2 separate regions of the Mus musculus genome follow, and region 2 is linked to region 1. The links are chromatin contacts, called in public HiChIP or PLAC-seq maps. All regions are on one chromosome and are shown on one strand. The core of a region is the stretch at or near the end of the contact, and the rest is flanking DNA. Distances in the headings are between cores, read along the strand shown.

Region 1 (4,705 bases), core at 871-3,370:
ATCGTTCATCAAAGGGCCTAGAGACAGGATCTGAAATCAAGCCATGATAGTAAACCAGAATGAAGAAGTTAAGGCAAGGATGACAGAATCTCACTAGGAAGCTTGGGAGATGGCGTTCAATATGCCTCCTTCGTGTGGTTATAAAGGCCACCAAACTTCCTAGTGGGAACTGGTTCCAGAATGCTGTTTCCCTGGAAGTGTTGGCCAGCTGTGCACCTAAAGACAGAAGCTGAACGTTCATGTCTGAGCCAGAATGATGATGCCAAGCTGGGCAGGAGGAGTGTCTGTAACAAAACTCTAGGGTGCCTGGGTAGTTTATAAACAATACAGGTTTACTGCTCACAGCCCTGAAGGTTGGGAACCTCCATGCTTCTGGTGAGGAGGCTAAAAAAAATGTCCAAGATGGAGATGTTGGCTGATGAGGAGCCTAGTGAAGGCAGCACTCAACCTCAGAAAGGTGCTCTTCTTCAGAGTCCTCACAGAGCAGATCGAGCCTGAGGCCTCTCTCAAGGGTACGAGTCCCCACCTCTTATCACCACACCTGTAGAGGCTGTGTATCAACAAGGGAAGGGGGTGAAACATGCATTCAGATGTTATCATCTTCCCTTTTCACACTCAGCCCCCCTCCCTGTATCCCCACAGCTCATCAGATCCAATTCTGCTTTTTGCCTCCTTGGGGATGAGGGCCAGGCTACATGGTCTCTCCTGAAGAAGTGGAAGCTGGGGAATCCGGGGGCAGCAAGGCACCAACAGAAACAGAATGTTTGAGGGTCTGCTACTGTCTAGTGGTCTGAATGTCTTATATTGGCCCCAAGATAAAAATGAACAATCTTATACACATTTTTTCCCAAATACAAAGATGTAAGATGGACCAAGGGGATCCCAGAGTCACCAGCCTTACACCCAGACATCCCTGGACCCACCTCTCCCAAGTCTTGTCAGGAGATGCATGGAACAGGGCAAATGGCAGGGAACACTGAGTGTTGGCTCTTTCGGTCCATATCAAGAGTGTCCTGTAGGGGTGGCAGTTGCCATCAGTGCTGGCCAATCCCACTCACACCAATAGCATCTGCCTGTCTCCATGGTGAGCTTGTCTGACTGGAGGGGCATGCTCAGTCCGCCACTGGGGCATCTGGGAATGCTCCCAGAACAGTCCTCAGCCAGGGATAACAAGGGATCATCTGTGAATACCCAGGATGCCCTACACTTCAGGTAGCAACTCAAGACATGTTCTTCAGCATAGAACCGTGGAGGACTGCCATCAATTCATCTCTACGTGATTTCCTAAACTTACTTAAAACATTAGAAGATTCTTTCTTTCTTCCCTTCTTCCCTTCTTCCTTCCTTCCTTCCTTCCTTCCTTCCTTCCTTCCTTCCTTCCTCCCTTCCTTCCTTCCTTCCTTCTTCCTTCCTCCCTCCCTTTCTTTCCTCCCTCCCTCTCCCTCTCTCTTTCTTTCTCTACTTCCTTCCTTTCTTTCTCTCTCTCTCCTTCCTTCCTTTCTCTCTCTTTCCTTCCTTCCTTCCTTCCTTCCTTCCTTCCTTCCTTTCCTTTCCTTTTTGTAATCTTCAAAGACAACCTTTGTAGATGGCATCTTTCCTAACGTCAAAAGGTTGGACACATCTATAACACCACCTCCAGGTTTCCCACCAGAATCATGCTCCAGGTGTCCATGGAGGAACCTTTTAAGTACTCTTGATTGCTTTCCTTTTGTTCCACTCTCCCTCTGCCTTTCCAGAACTTTCTAGAACTCTCTAGAAGTAAATTGTTAATGTTATTATCCTCAGGGTAAGAGATAATTTCCCACAGAGATAATGGTGTGTGTGGGAGGGAATGTTTCCATATATTTCCAACAACGTCTGTGGTGCAGAGAGCTTCCTCATTTTATAGCTGAGCAAGATGATATGCCCACTGCTTCCCTGAGCGTGAGCCTTGGTGCCCCTTCCCCTATCACCTCTGGCCTGAAGCTCAAGCCACTGATGGAGTGTTCATCCTCTCCTCTACACACAGGAAGGCCGATGCCTCTATGTCATCCTGCTCATGGCGGTGTACTGGTGCACAGAGGCCCTGCCCCTGTCAGTGACAGCTCTTCTGCCCATCATCCTCTTCCCCTTCATGGGCATTCTGCCCTCCAGCAAGGTCTGCCCCCAGTACTTCCTCGACACCAACTTCCTCTTCCTTAGCGGCCTGATCATGGCCAGCGCCATAGAGGAATGGAACTTGCACCGGAGAATCGCCCTCAAGGTCCTCATGCTGGTTGGGGTCCAGCCTGCAAGGTGAGACCAGGCACAGGGGAACGTGGGGTGGGTGGAAGGCAAAGCTCTTCCTTTATGGCCATTGAACCAAGAAACTGTTGTTTCCCACATGTCTGGCTTCCTAGTTTCCTGACAACTCGATGCATTCCTCATACGTGCAGTGTAGAGCTGATTTGGTGACAGCTGTCTTTGATATGCTTCAAAATCCTCCAAAGCCAGCCATGGTGGTGCACGCCTTTAATCCCAGCACTTAAGAAGCGGAAGAGGGCAGGTCTCTATGAGTTTGAGGCCAGCCTAGTCTACAGAGTGAGTTCCAGGACAGCCTGAGCTACATAGTGAGACCCTGGCTCAAAAAGTCAATAATATAAGAGTCACTGGAGACAGGATTGGACTGCTTGCCCCTCAGCCTCGTGTCACCAGGCTTCTTGGTGTCAGGCTCCTCTGTTCCAGAAAATGGCAGCACCCATCTCTGCCAGCTGTGTAGCCAGGTCTCAAGAAGTCCTTGTGAATGAACAGCAAGTTCAAGGGATCACAGACTCAAGAGATAAAGCTGACTGCTAGTCATTCTTGATGGTTGCCAGAGAGAAGGGTAGGAGTGTGTTGTCATAATATTTAATCTCAACTGGGGGCTTCTACTCCACCTTTGATCACTCAGTTCATGGATAAAAGATACAACTTTTATTATTATAAGCCCTAGTCAGCTCTAGAGCTGGCCAGATATCTACCCTCTAAGCTATTAAAATCTATTTCTCCAGTTAATAACCCTGAGTTATAACTTGCCATATTCCATCTGGGCCACTCCTAACTCCAATTGGCCAGCCCTCATGGACGTATTTTCATGACTCACCTAACCCATGGAGTCTTCCCTCTCCCTCTCTTCATGGTTCTCCTCCAATGCCAAGCCTGGAAACCCCCAAGCCCTGCCTATCTCAATTTTGCTCAGTTATAAGCTGTAAACATCTTTATTCATCAATCAGGGATAACTTGGAGGGCAAGGTCACTTAGCATCATTTGGGTCTATGTGCAGATTCTCATCCTTAGGGGCAACCTTAGGACCAATATTTAGCGTTACAATACATAGCAAAAGATCAAACCTCAACAGGGTCTCTGAGACCCACATAGTGGTAGGAGAGAACCAACTCCAAAAGTTGTCCTTCCTCTGACCACCAACAGATGACATGTTATTTGCGTACACACACACTCACACACGCATGCACACACACACATGCACACACACACACACACACACACTGGATGGGTGGATAGATAGATAGATAGATAGATAGATAGATAGATAGATAGATAGATAGATAGATAGATAAAAGAAAAATAACAACCCCAGTGACAGCAGAGTACAGTTTTCCAAATGATCCCTTTAGCACACGCGTGCCAGGGCACCACATGCTAACCTCTAGAAACACATCAATGTTGTGTGCTCCCATGGCAGGCCCAACAACAGCCATCATTTGGTGACAGGTTTAATTGTCCCTGACACCTCAAGGTGCCAAAGCTCTTACAGTAGTGGTTCTCAGCCTGTGGGTCTTGGCCCCTTCGGGAGTTGGATGACCCTTTCATGGCTGCCTATGACCAACAGAAAATGCAGGTGTTTACATTGTGGTTCCCAACATTAGCTAAATTACTCTTATGAGTAGCAATGAAATACTATTGTGGTTGGGGGTCACCACAGCCTGAGGAACTGTATCAAGGGGCCATAGCTTTAAGGAGGTTTGAGAACCATTGTCTTACAGTGTAATGGGAAAATGCTCATGACAAGGTGTTTCAGTGACACTGTCCCATCCCCATTAGAAGACCTGGAGGATAGTCTCAGATAAAAGCTTGTTTAACGCCAGGTGTACTTGGACCCCTGAATATAAAGTCTGAGAGGGGAGGGAGGGGGACTTTCTGGAGGAGGAAGCCTCTAGGCTCAGCTGGGCAGAATGGACAGAAAGGCCATGAAATGGCTCTGAAGATGAAGCAAGGGAGCCTGAAAGAAACAGGTCTAAGAGGAGACAGAAATGGATGAAGAATCCAGAAGCCATTGTCATCATAGGGAGCCTGACAGGAGCTGGAGTCCTTGGCTTAATCTATGGGGTCCTCCATTTACCTCCTACCTAATACAGTGTAGTTAAATGATCTCCATGTGGAAAATCCTATGACACTTTAGATCGTGCTGGTGGGTGTGGACCAGGAAGACTGGAACAGAAGCATCCAGGTTGACTTTATGCTGGCAAGAAGCCCAGGTTAGTGAGCAGTAGGAGCCAGCAGACATGGGAGCAGAAGAGGAGGGGCGAGGTGGCAGATTCTAGTGCCAGGTCGCTGCATCCTGGAATGGGCACCATTAAAGATCTGTGGGCAAGGCAGAGAAACGCTAGGCTTGGACTGACTTCAACAGGCAAATTCTTTAAGCACAATAAGCCAAGTTGTCCCTGGATCTAAAACAAGCCTGGAACAG
Region 2 (4,636 bases), core at 456-2,955, 510 kb before region 1:
AATCCTAGAAGTAGAATTGTTGGGTCAGAAGGAAATCTCATTTGTCATTTTGACAGAATTTGTCACATCAACTCCAGGATGATCACATCAATTTACATATCTTCCTGCCAGCCGAGAAAGAAAGCGAGTGCTTCTCAGAACAGGCGCTGGCTGGCTGCTATCAGACCTTGTGATCTTTGTCAAACTGGTTAAAATAATATGCCGCCATAATTTTCATTTTCCTCTCTCGCTCAGTGTGAGCAGATTGGTTCCCTAGAGCTCAGATGACAGATGATCTCAAACCTGGTGACTTTAAACCACAGAAATGAGTCCTTTTGCCGTTCTGAAGACAAAAGACAGAAATGAAGGTTTCTGCAGAACTGGGTTGCTTCGAACTCTCTGGGGAGAGGTACTCCAGCCCACCTCTGTCTCTGGGGTTTGCTAGAAATGCTGGGTGTATTGATTCCTCAACCTCACCCCACCCCCACCAGGGCTTTTCCTCTGTCTTCCCCAGGCCTCTCTCCTGTGTGTCTATGACTCTGAATTTTATCTTGATCTCACTTTGCAGCCCAAGCTACTTTTTAAAAAAATTATTTATTTATTCTATGTAAGTACACTGTAGCTGTCTTCACACACTACATAAGAGGGAGTCAGATCTTGCTACGGATGGCTGTGAGCCACCATATGGTTGCTGGGATTTGAACTCAGGACCTTCAGAAGCTTCTCTTTAATCCCAGCACTCGGGAGGCAGAGGCAGGCGGATTTCTGAGTTCGAGGCCAGCCTGGTCTACAGCGTGAGTTCCAGGACAGCCAGGGCTATACAGAGAAACCCTGTCTGGAAAAGCCAAAAATAAAAAAAAAAAAAAGAAAAGAAAGAAAGGAAGGAAGGAAGGAAGGAAGGGAGAGAGAGAGAGAGAGAGAGAGAGAGAGAGAGAGAGAGAGAGAGAGAGAGAGAGAGAGAGAGAAAGAAAGAAAGAAAAAGAAAAGTTAGAAGAAAGAGTCCCGAGAGTCAAGGAAGGCTCCGAGAAGGAGGCTTTGGTTTCCTGGCCTTCCTCTGTACATATGTGTACATATGTGTGGCTGTGCGTTTGTGCACATGTGTGCTTTCCTGTGCAAGGTCAGAAGGTGTCAGAAGTCCTGGAACTGGAGCTGGAGTGAGCCACCCAAAGGGCCCGTTGACTTCGAAGAGATTTGCCCATCTCTGCCTTCCCCACGGTATAATTACAGGCTTGAGTCACAGAACATGCTCAGGGCATGGCGGCAAAGGCAAGAGGGTCTGAGTCGAAGGCCTTCCTCAGCTCAGAATGGGGAGTTTAAGAGGAATCTAGGCTACAGGAGACTCTTTTCTCAAAACAAATGGAAGAAGACAGTTTTCTTTCTTCTCTCTTTCTCCAGTAGATTTTAAAATATTAGGCACTGGGCTAGGAAGATGGCTAAGTGTGTAAAGTTCTTGCTGCTGAACCTGGCGGGCTGAGTTCAGTCCCTAGGACCCACACTGTAGGAGAGAACTGACTTCCACGCGTTTTCCGAGCGCTCCATGAACACTGTAGTGTGTGCGTGCGAAAACACAAGCAGATAAATTAATAAAGTGTGAAAGAATAAGCGTTAAATATATACCACTCAGTGTGCAATCTAAACAGCTTATCTAAGCAGCTGCGCCCCGACCGCGCCTTCTTCTCCCCGTGCTCCACTTCCGCACCCCTCTAACTTTAACCCCGGTCACTGTCTCGGCGCCGGAAGATGAAGTAGCCATAAATAACTCTTCTGTGAATTCTTCCACAGGAAGTTCAGCCTGATCTGATCCTGCTTGTCAGCGATGAAGAGAAAACAAACTGCCAGGAGGCCCACCCCAGGGTTTCTCCGACGGAGAGGACTTGAGGAGGCCGTAACAGCTATGAGGACCCTTCAGTGTTACCGGAAAAATAAAACCGTGAAGGCTCGGAGGCTGAGCAGTGCTCCTGCCGGTTGGGAGAGAGATCCTGGTTTTGATACTAGAAAGCATAGTAAAATTGATAATTTGGTCTAGCAAAATGGCTCAGTGGTAAAGGTGCCCATTTACAACCCTGCTGGCCCAACCCGAGTTCGATCCCAGAGTCCCTAAAAGTGGAGCTCTGAGTTCTGTATGTATGTGTGTGTTCTCACTATGTAGCCCAGGCTGGCTTCAAACTTGCTATGTAGCAGAGGCTGACACAGCTCACAAAGTCTCTCTCTCTCCTCCTACCTCTACCTGTTGAGTCCTGGGCTTATAGTCAATCAGTTCTAGGTTTTGTACTGTGTTAGGAAGGAGGAAATAACAGAGGGAGACAAGCCAGGTGTTGTGGCGCACGCCTTTAATCCCAGCACTTGGGAGGCAGAGGCAGGTGGATTTCTGAGTTCAAGGCAAGCCTGGTCTACAGAGTGAGTTCTAGGACAGCCAGGGCTACACAGAGAAACCCTGTCTCGGAAAACAAACAAACAAACAAACAAACCAATAAACAAAAACCAGAGGGAGACAAACAGATGTTTCCCCAATCAACCTGTCATGGTGAAACCATGGCTCCCAAAACCAAGGAGTCCCGAAGACAAAGTCAACTGGTATTTAGTGGCTTGATGACTCTGTTAGTTAGCACTGTGCTAACTGGCCAGACTTTGTGACTCTAAATAAGTTACTAAACTTCTTGTGCCTCAGATTTCCCATCAGTAAGTGGGACAGTAATAATACTGTCTATATGACACATGATATGTTATACATAGCAAGCATCATATATGGAGTTCATATGTACATATGTAATAAAGCAGTAAATACACATGTGAAGTATCAGTGTGTACAGTGTATATACATGCAAATCATAAATCATACATCACAGGCCGGGCGTGGTGGCGCACGTCTTTAATCCCAGCACTCGGGAGGCAGAGGCAGGCGGATTTCTGAGTTCCAGGCCAGCCTGGTCTACAAAGTAAGGCCCAGGACAGCCAGGGCTATACAGAGAAACCCGGTCTCGAAAAACCAAAAAATCAATCAATCAATCAATCAATCAATCATACATCACATATAGTATCTAGGTGTGGTGGCTCATGCCTGTATCCCAGTTCTTAGGAGGCCGAGGCAGGAGAGTTGTCATGATTTCCAGGTGGGTGCTAGGCTAGTCTCATCTACATGAACCCAGTATAATCGTAATATATGTAATAGATGATAGACAAAGCCCAGGTTGTTCTGAAATTTGCTAGGCTGGCCTAGAACTCAAAGGGTTCCCCTTGTTTTTGCCTCCCCAGTACTGGGATTAAAAGTGTTCACCCCATACTTGACATTTCGGGGCTTTGTTCATTTGTTTTTGTTTTGTTTTTGGACATAAAGTCTCCCTATGAAACCCTGGCTGGCTGGTCTAAAACTCCATGTAGATCAGGCTAGCCTCAACCTCTTGATAATCCCCTTGCCTCTGCCTTTTGAGTGCTGGGGGTGATAAATATGCCCTGCTTCCTGTAAATCTCTGTCTTGGACTTGGACTACTAGGGTTTGTACTCAGAGCATCCCCGAGAGGCCTCGAACACTGGGAGAGAGCAGGCACTTGCTGTACAGAACAGTCTCCAGGGAGATGTCAGGGTGTGGGGTAGGTGGGAGGCTTCCTTGGAGCAGAGAGCAGCTCCCTGTCAGGCCTTTAGTGCTTGTTAGCGTGGCCTTCTGTGAAAGCAGCCAGGGGCTGGATCCTAATTCCCTCTTTCATTAAATCTTACCACCACTATTAATTACCACAGCCTCTATGGAAATGTAATGGTAGCCTTCCTGGATCACAGAGAGAGCAAGTAGACTGAATATAAAGAAAGGCTTTAAATTGGAGGCCCCGGTGGCTAAGAAAGTACAGCCACCAGCTCTGCTAAGGACAACAGAGGACCATAACTCCAAGAGCCACTGGCTTGAAGAACACTGAGAGGCTAACCTTGATCTCTGTGCATGTGAGTGAATGTGTGTGTGTGTGTGTGTGTGTGTGTGTGTGTGTGTGTGTGTGTGTGTGTGTGTTTGGTCAGAGGTCAGTATCCAACATCTTCCTCTATCATGTTTAGCTTTATTTGTTTGTTTGTTTTTTATACATAGTCTTCCGGTGAACCTGGAACTCACCAATTTGGCCTCACTACCTGGTCAGTAAACTCCAGGGGATCCTCCTGTCTTCACCTCCCCAACCCCGGGATTATAAACACACACCACTGTGTACAGTTCCTTACATGGCTGAACTCAGGTCCTCTTGATTATGTGAGGGGAGGGGTGGGGTGGGGGGGTGCTTTCCTGAGCATGTGGGGGTCAGGGATAACCTTCAGAAGTCAGTTCTTTCCTTCCACCACATAGATCCTGGGAATTGCACTCAAGTCATCAGACTTGGCAAAAAGCTCCTTCACCCACCCATCTCTCAGGCCCCTTCTCTATGCCTTCCTAAAGGTGTTTTATATTTGTGTGTGTTGTATGTGTGCTCCTGAGTGTGCAGATGTATGCACACATGCAGAGGCCACAAGGCCTCACAGTATTTATCTTTTTTTGCAGGTGTGTGTGTGCGTGTGTGTTTCCGGTACCACACCAAGTATGTGGAGGTCAGAACAACTCTGTCTGCCTGTCTGCCTGTCTGTCTGTTTTCAAGACAGGCTTTCTCTGTGTAGCCCTGACTTTCCTGGAGCTCCATCTATAGATCAG

The links. HiChIP or PLAC-seq counts read pairs in DNA pulled down with a chosen protein or histone mark.
Region 2: a contact with region 1 is called in an H3K27ac HiChIP or PLAC-seq map of microglia, with 4 times the contacts expected there. The contact joins two enhancer-like sites. A contact is called at or near these places in 1 of 484 Hi-C or Micro-C datasets (cortical neurons) and 1 of 115 datasets of contacts at active chromatin or transcription factors (microglia).

Annotation. Positions count from the first base shown.
Region 1 is chr2:165,446,091-165,450,795 of GRCm38.p6, reverse strand. It overlaps Slc13a3 (solute carrier family 13 (sodium-dependent dicarboxylate transporter), member 3), which reads left to right. Exons shown (of 13, transcript NM_054055.2): 2 at 2,009-2,274. All of the region lies in intron 2 of Gm14437 (predicted gene 14437), which reads right to left. Among named protein-coding and RNA genes, the nearest start is that of Gm14437, 6.3 kb to the right of the region's middle. Within about 2 kb of position 2,120, at least 3 of the 459 cell types and tissues checked have an H3K27ac peak or open chromatin away from gene starts, as enhancers often do. A contact at or near this core is called in microglia, where this site is marked.
Region 2 is chr2:165,952,095-165,956,730 of GRCm38.p6, reverse strand. No RefSeq gene overlaps it. Among named protein-coding and RNA genes, the nearest start is that of Platr29, 27 kb to the left of the region's middle. Within about 2 kb of position 1,705, at least 133 of the 459 cell types and tissues checked have an H3K27ac peak or open chromatin away from gene starts, as enhancers often do. A contact at or near this core is called in microglia, where this site is marked.